Linked DNA regions of Ovis aries: region 2 is linked to region 1. Evidence: chromatin contacts called from public Hi-C data. All regions are on one chromosome and are shown on one strand. Each heading gives the region's core, a stretch centred on a gene start, on an enhancer-like site or on the middle of the called end of the contact. The rest is flanking DNA. Distances are from core to core; before and after follow the strand shown. Region 1 overlaps RAB11FIP4 (RAB11 family interacting protein 4). Region 2 holds the start of RAB11FIP4 (RAB11 family interacting protein 4).

Region 1 (3,343 bases), core at 312-2,811:
GGAGGGTGCCTCCACTAGCTGGGTCCCACGTCACCTTTTAGCTGGCCCCCCAGTGAGCACAGGGAGCAGGAGGAAAGTCCCTGGTGGACTGACCACGTCTACCGGGCTCAGGAGGGCCATTGCAGCTTGTCTGCTGTCCTCTGGGCAAAGCGATCTCTTGCGGTCAGGGGTCAGGCCACTTTGCTCCCCTGACTGAGGGAGGGCAGCCTCCTCAGAGGGGTTCCTGGTACTCTCCCAGCGGTCTGGGGTGCTCCCCCAGCCCATAGGCTGAGTCTGAACCCCAGTCTCCCCAAGGCCCCTGCAGCAGGACAGGCCTCCCCCTCCCCACCAGGCAGCTCATGCACAGACATGCATTTCCCCCCCACCACACCACCCCCAGGCAGCTCATGCACAGCAGCAACTTTAGCAGCAGCAACGGCAGCACCGAGGACCTGTTCCGGGACAGCATTGACTCCTGTGACAACGACATCACGGAGAAGGTGCGCCAGGGCGGGCGTGGGCAGACGGGACTCGCCACGCGTGCCCCCTGGGGTGGGGTTGGGGTGCTCTGAGGTACTGCCTGGGGACGTGGAAGACCCAGGAGTTGGGGGTAGGCAGCCCCGACCACCTGGACACATCCATCCCATCCCCACCCCAACATGACTCCTCTTCACACACCAGTGGGGGTCCTGGCCTCAGTCTCACCATCGTTAGGTTCTCTGTCCTGTGGACTCAAAGGTTTTCTCCGCCACCCCCTTATGGTAGGTGAGCTTCCTGGAAAAAAAGGTGACAGAGCTGGAGAACGACAGCCTGACCAACGGGGACCTGAAGAGCAAGCTGAAGCAGGAGAATACACAGCTGGTGCACAGGTCAGGCCGGCCTCGGCCGCGACCGCCCCGGGGGAGGTCGGGGCGGGGGTGACCTGCGTGTCCTTCTAGCTCGGCGGGCCTGTGACCTGTCAGCACCTTGCTGTTGGCCCCGCCCATGTTGGGCGCCCAGGGGGACAGGTCTTTAGGGGCCAGGAAGACAGAGCTTGACCTCGGCCCTCCAGGTCTGCAGCCCCAGCTCGGGTCAAAGGTGGAAGTTGAGACCCATTTCCTATCTCTGTCCTGCAACAATGAGAGCCTGGCTCCGTTCCGGGGGACAAGCTTTACAGAGGGAGAGGCTGGTGGGAGTCGGGCTCACACCTGCCACCTGTGGGAGGGGTCCAGGCATTGCTCTGCCCTCCCCCCGACAGAGGCCCACTGAACACAACTTGATGAGGTGGTGCGTGTAGAGTATAACCCTCCTGAAACTTGGTAAACTGATCCCCACCCAGGGTCTGGTCCTCAACCTTGGAGGACTCAAAGACAGGTCCTCTTGTGCAGCCCAGAGGGTCAGCCTCCCAGAGGGTCATGTCCCGGAGTGTTACACCATCCTGGCCACGAGTCACAGGGTTAGAAGGTCCACAGTGGTGCCAGGCCTTCCCCAGCTCTGGCGTGCTCACCACCGGCCAGGACGTGCCCATGTTTGCAGTCAAGGTGCCCAGTGAGCTGAACTGTTGATCAGAGGCATCCCGTCCTGGAAGGGAGGGAGTGAAAAGAGGAGGCGAGGCCTCTGGGCTGTTTGATCCGGCTGCAGTGAGGCCGGCCCTCTCCGTGCCGCCCTAGGAGACCCGCTTCTCCCCTCTGGACTGACTGCCGGCACCGCCCTTCGGTGGCACGCGTGGCTGGCCCGCCTCTCCTCAGCTTCTGCAGGGTCCCCTGTTCATCTGTCAGTAGAGCTACCAGCCCACAGTTGGGTTGTCCGTGACGTGGGGTCCGGGGCTCCCCTTGGTCGCAGCCTAGGTTGAGGGGAGGAGAGTGAGGCCACGAGAGCTGGCCCTGCACTGGGCCCGCATGCCTCTCCGCAGGGTGCACGAGCTGGAGGAGATGGTGAAGGATCAGGAGACCACGGCCGAGCAGGCCCTGGAGGAGGAGGCGAGGCGTCACCGCGAGGCCTACAGCAAGCTGGAGCGCGAGCGCAGCACGGAGATCGAGCTGCTCACCACCAGGTGGGTCCCTCTGATGCCTCTGCGGGCAGATTCAGTCCCATTATTTAGATGGGAAAACATCCCACAGGGAAGCCTCTGGTCCTAACAGTTCTCCTTTTGATACCTGAACGCCTGGGCGTGTTCTCTAGGAAGCAGGTAAAAGAATGTGCAAAGTAACATTTTTCATAGTAGGTCCAACTGGAAGTGATGCTTTATCCCCAGTGTTCTTGCTGGGAGAATCCCAGGGATGGGGGAGCCTGGTGGGCTGCCGTCTATGGGGTCGCACAGAGTCTGACATGACTGAAGCGACTTAGCAGCAGCAGCAGAGCATAGGTTAAGGGAATATGCACACACTGGTCTTGCCCTGAGTCCTGGGCTGGGTCTGCTGTCCAGGCTTGGAGCGCCCCCTGCTGTTGGGTTCTCCCCGCCCCTGAACACTAGGGAGCCCTGACCCGGTGACCCGGGGACAGAGGCTGTGCAGGGCTGCCCCTGGGCCTGAGCCACAGCTGTTTGCACCGGAGGCAGGCAGGGGAGGACGACCTGGGGGCCTGGCGTGGTCACCCGCTAGCTCTGTGACGTTGGACGTCCTCTGTCTCTTCCTGGGCCTCAATATCCATCCGTCAGCCTCCCCGTAGAGTGAGCAGGAAGGCAGATGGGCTGCGGCACAGCTGACCACTGCACCTAGGTGGGGACTCTGAGGATGTCCAAGGCCCTCTCCCCCGACCCAGGCCAGAGGCCCTCCTGGGCCCCTGACACAGTGGATGGCTGCCCCCCTTCCCCTCAGGCCCCTTGCTGCCCCAGGCTCTGAGCTGAGCCTTGGCGAGTCTGCCCTGCCCAGCCTGGGGTGGGAGGTGGTTTCTCACTTCTCACCTCACGGCTGGCAGGGTCAAGCAGGCCCAAAGGGGACTGGGCGGGCCAAACCTCCATGCAATCAGAGACACCCCGCCCCGCCAATTTCCCTGAATTGTCCACTCATGTTCTAGAAGCTGCTGTTTTGCACCTGTTTCTTAATGAGCCCGGTCCCTCATTCAGCATCACGTCCTCTGCCTGCTCTGACAGCCGGCCAGTCGGCTGGCTGAGAGGCGGCTGGGATGCAGGTGGCTGTGCGGGCCCAGGAGGCCGGCCCTTTGCCTGACTCCAGGGGGCGCTGTTCCCTCGGGTGCTCTGTGCCTCAGGTGAGGCGGCCTCCTCAGGTAGGTGGGGGCAGGTCTGAGATCCCCTCAAGCCCTGGAGAGGGGTTTTTTTCTCCTGGGGAGCCCAGTGGACACCTGGGGCCAAGGAGCCCTCCATCCAAGGAGGATGCAGCAGTGGGAAGGAGAGGGAACGCCCTGCTGGGAATGGCCCAGCACCCCC
Region 2 (3,343 bases), core at 500-2,999, 96 kb before region 1:
AGATCTTTCAGCTTCCCTGGGATTTGATGCAGGGAGAGCTCTGAGAGTCATTTCTACAGCTTCCAAAACAGGGTAACCCTGCCCTGCCCACCTCCTTTCTGTCCTGAACCTCTTGGGAGGGAGAATCAGAGAAGCCACATGGCAGCCCCTGAACAGGGTATACTCACAGTTGAGCAGGAAGACCACAGAAGGGGAAACTGAGGTCCAGGATGAGAAGCCACACAGCTCATGCCCAGAACCGGGCCTCACTCTAGCCTCCCTGTCTAGGTCCTTACACTGCTCGTGGCTCCTGCCGATGATGGAGTAGGTCCCCATCTCCTCTGGGCAGGGGCTTCCTGCTTGCCTAGAGATGAGGAACAAGAGTGACGAAGATACATCCTGCCCTGGAGAATTTCCCAGCATGCCCATGGGGGAGATGGGCAGCCCACCAGAGAATGACAAAACTAAGTCAGCATCTGGAGGAGGGGATCAGAAATCAGAGTAACAGGCAAAATGGAGTGCTGTCAGGGAAGGCTTCCTAAAGGAGGAAACCTCTGAACTGAGCTGGAAAACTTAAGTGCGGGTGGGTTCAGCCAAGACCTGCATTTGGGCTGGGTACAACTAGTGCCACGAGGGCCAGGCATGCTGAGCAACAAAAAGGAGGAGAAGAGAGCCAGGCCAGGTTCTGCAGAGCCGGGGGGCGAAACTGGGAGTCCCAGGAGCAGGGATTGGGAGCTAAGCAGGACTGGGAGGAGGCTAAGGTACAGGCCTGGAGGCTGCCATCAGCCCCAGGGCCAAGACTTTCCCGGGTTCTCAGCTTGAGGGTCCAGGGTGCAATAAAGGGGTGAGCGTGGGAACTCAAGGGAAGGGAGGAAACTTCCCCAAGATGCTGGGCGGCCCCAGGCCGGCCTTGTGAGCAGCTCTTGCTTTTCCTTCCTCCTGACTGCTCTGTCTCCCCTTACTCGCTTCTGTCCCAGGGTCCCCGCTCCCGCTCTCCCGGCCCTTGCCCAGCCCGGAGCTGGCCCTGAGTTCTGCTGGGAAGGCCCGTGCTGACCTAAGCCTGGAAACTATTCTTTAAGGGGCAGCAGAGAGGAGGGGAAGAGTAGAGGGCCTAGCTCCATCCCGCTGCAGACTGGCTAGGAATCCTGACCTGGCCCCCGACTGGCTGAGCGGCCTAGGGCAAGTAGTTCAACCTCTCTGAGTCTCAGCTTTCTCAGCGGCGAGTGGAACAAGTCCAGCGCGCTAATACAGGAAACCTCTAGGACACACTGAGCGCTCGGCACCGCCGGCGCGTACAAAGGGCGCGGTGAGCGGGGATGGGTTGGCGTCTGGTGGGGGGCTGAGGTGGGGGAGAGGCGGCTGGACCCCAGCGCGGGTGGTCCGGTGGGGGCGCTCGGGCTTCCTCGCGGACTCCTCCAAGCAGGGGCGGAGCCTTGGGGCCGCCCTGGGTTTCCGGGCGCGGGTCGCACACCCACCCTCCCGCTCTCTAGGGGACGGGACGAGCTCTGAGCGGCCCAGGGATCCCGAGCCTGGGGGCGGCGGCGGCGGGGCCGCGCGGGCGGCCGCCCTCGGAGGCGCGCGGCTCCTTTTGTCTGCAGCCTCCCGCTCCCCCGCCCGCCCCGAGCCGCGGGGCTGCGGCGCCGCTGCTGACACGGCTCGGCCGCCGCCGCCACCGGGCGGAGGCTGCGCGTCGCAGCGCCGGGCGGAGGGCGCGCGGCGATGGCGGCGGCGGCGGCGGCGGCGGCGCGGGGCGGGAGGGCGCGTGGCTCGGGCTAGCTGCGGGGCCGGCCCGGATGGCGGGCGGCGCGGGCTGGGCGGGCGCCCCCGCGGCTCTGCTGCGCTCAGTGCGCCGCCTGCGCGAGGTGTTCGAGGTGTGCGGCCGCGACCCCGACGGCTTCCTGCGCGTGGAGCGCGTCGCGGCGCTCGGACTGCGCTTTGGCCAAGGCGAGGAGGTAAGGGCCCCGCGGCGGGGGTGCCCGCGCCCCAGTCCCCCCACCCCCGGCTTCCTAGCCCTTTCACCTGCCCGCTCCCAGTCCCCGGCGGCGGCGGCGGCTGCAGCCCTGAGGCATCCCGCCGGACCTGAGGACTTCGAGCCCCGGGGCTTCCCCGCCCTGTCGGACCCTGGCTTTCCACCTTTCGCGCAGGTGCTGCGAGTGTCACGCATCGCGCCCCGGAGTGGGGAGCAGGGGGGCTTCTCTGCCCACCTTGCTTACCCCGGGCCCTGAGGGTCCCTCTAACCATTCTTCAGCCTACTCGGTATATGGGGCGGGGGGAACCGTCAGATTCTAGCTCTGGGACCCCCTCCCCTGCCTGCCCTGCGGAGACCGAATTGCAGAGGTCCGGTGCAGGAATCCCAGGACGGGGGCCGGGGTTAGGGGCGGGATGGAGTAGGGGGGAAGCACACGCCCCACTGGGCCTGGCCGAGGGTAGGAGAGGACAACTAGGGGCGCTCTACCGCCTCGGCCCCTTGACTGCACCCAGCCGGCCTGGAACCTAGCGGGAGGTGTCTGCCTTCGGCCTTCCTGGATTCTCAGCCTAGCGCCTGGTGACCACCCCTCCTCCCCGCACCCTGCGGGCTCCGAGGGGCAGGCCTGACTGGCAGCTGGCTGTGGCGGCAAGCAAGCCTGCCACAGCCAAGCTGGGGAACAGCAGCTGAGCAGTGTCTGCAACGGGGTGGGGGCCGCGCGGATCTGGGGAAAGCAGGAACAGTGTTAGCAGGGCTGTGATCCGAGGGTGGGTGCTGCCAGTAGGGTGAGCAGAGACCAGTGTCCTCTCATGCCATGGAGGAGAGGTGGGTATGTGTGTGTGGTGGGGGATGTGCAAGGCACCTACCTGGCAGGAGAGCATCCCACACTCCTGCTCCTGCCCACTCTGAAATGGTCAGGGCACGAAACCTTGAGTAGTGACTTTCCAAGGCCACCTGAGGCCTCTGGCTCTGCATTGGCACTCCCTGGCTTTCTGTTCCGGGAACAGCTGGGGCCTAGCATTCCAGAACATGGGAGAACCCGGGCCTGGTTGGGTTGGATCCATGCCTCCCTGTCACCTGGCAAGGGGGAAGGATGATAGATAATCGTCTCTTTGTGGTCGCTGGGCTGGGCTGGGGCCTGGGAGTCCCTGAGAGCGGTAGGTAGAAGAGGATGAGGCAGGTGTCAAGTCTGAGGACTCAGGTACCACGTGTGGGAGAGGCCCATTGCTGCCCGCCCTTTGGAACCCAGGCTCTCCCTCTGCCAGGATCTGCTCAGGGCGCTTTCCTGCAGCCCCTTGATCTTTCTTCCCAAAGGCTGGTCTGACCCCTCCCATCCTCTGAGGCAGGCTGCAGACCCCAGCTGGCCCTGGCTGCAACTGGAGTCCCAGAGCCACGGTC

What was found. Hi-C and Micro-C count contacts between places; a contact is called where the count stands out from the background.
Region 2: a Hi-C map of liver shows a contact between it and region 1, with 2.9 times the contacts expected there. The contact joins the promoter of RAB11FIP4 here to the enhancer-like site in region 1. A contact is called at or near these places in 11 of 16 Hi-C or Micro-C datasets (blood, hypothalamus, liver and 4 more).

Annotation. Positions count from the first base shown.
Region 1 is chr11:18,253,404-18,256,746 of ARS-UI_Ramb_v3.0, reverse strand. It overlaps RAB11FIP4 (RAB11 family interacting protein 4), which reads left to right. Exons shown (of 15, transcript XM_042255436.2): 8 at 380-479; 9 at 745-848; 10 at 1,871-2,011. Among named protein-coding and RNA genes, the nearest start is that of TRNAT-CGU, 23 kb to the right of the region's middle. Within about 2 kb of position 1,561, at least 2 of the 54 cell types and tissues checked have an H3K27ac peak or open chromatin away from gene starts, as enhancers often do. A contact at or near this core is called in liver, where this site is marked.
Region 2 is chr11:18,349,903-18,353,245 of ARS-UI_Ramb_v3.0, reverse strand. RAB11FIP4 (RAB11 family interacting protein 4) reads left to right here and starts at 1,749. Exons shown (of 15, transcript XM_042255436.2): 1 at 1,749-1,931. The coding sequence starts at 1,773.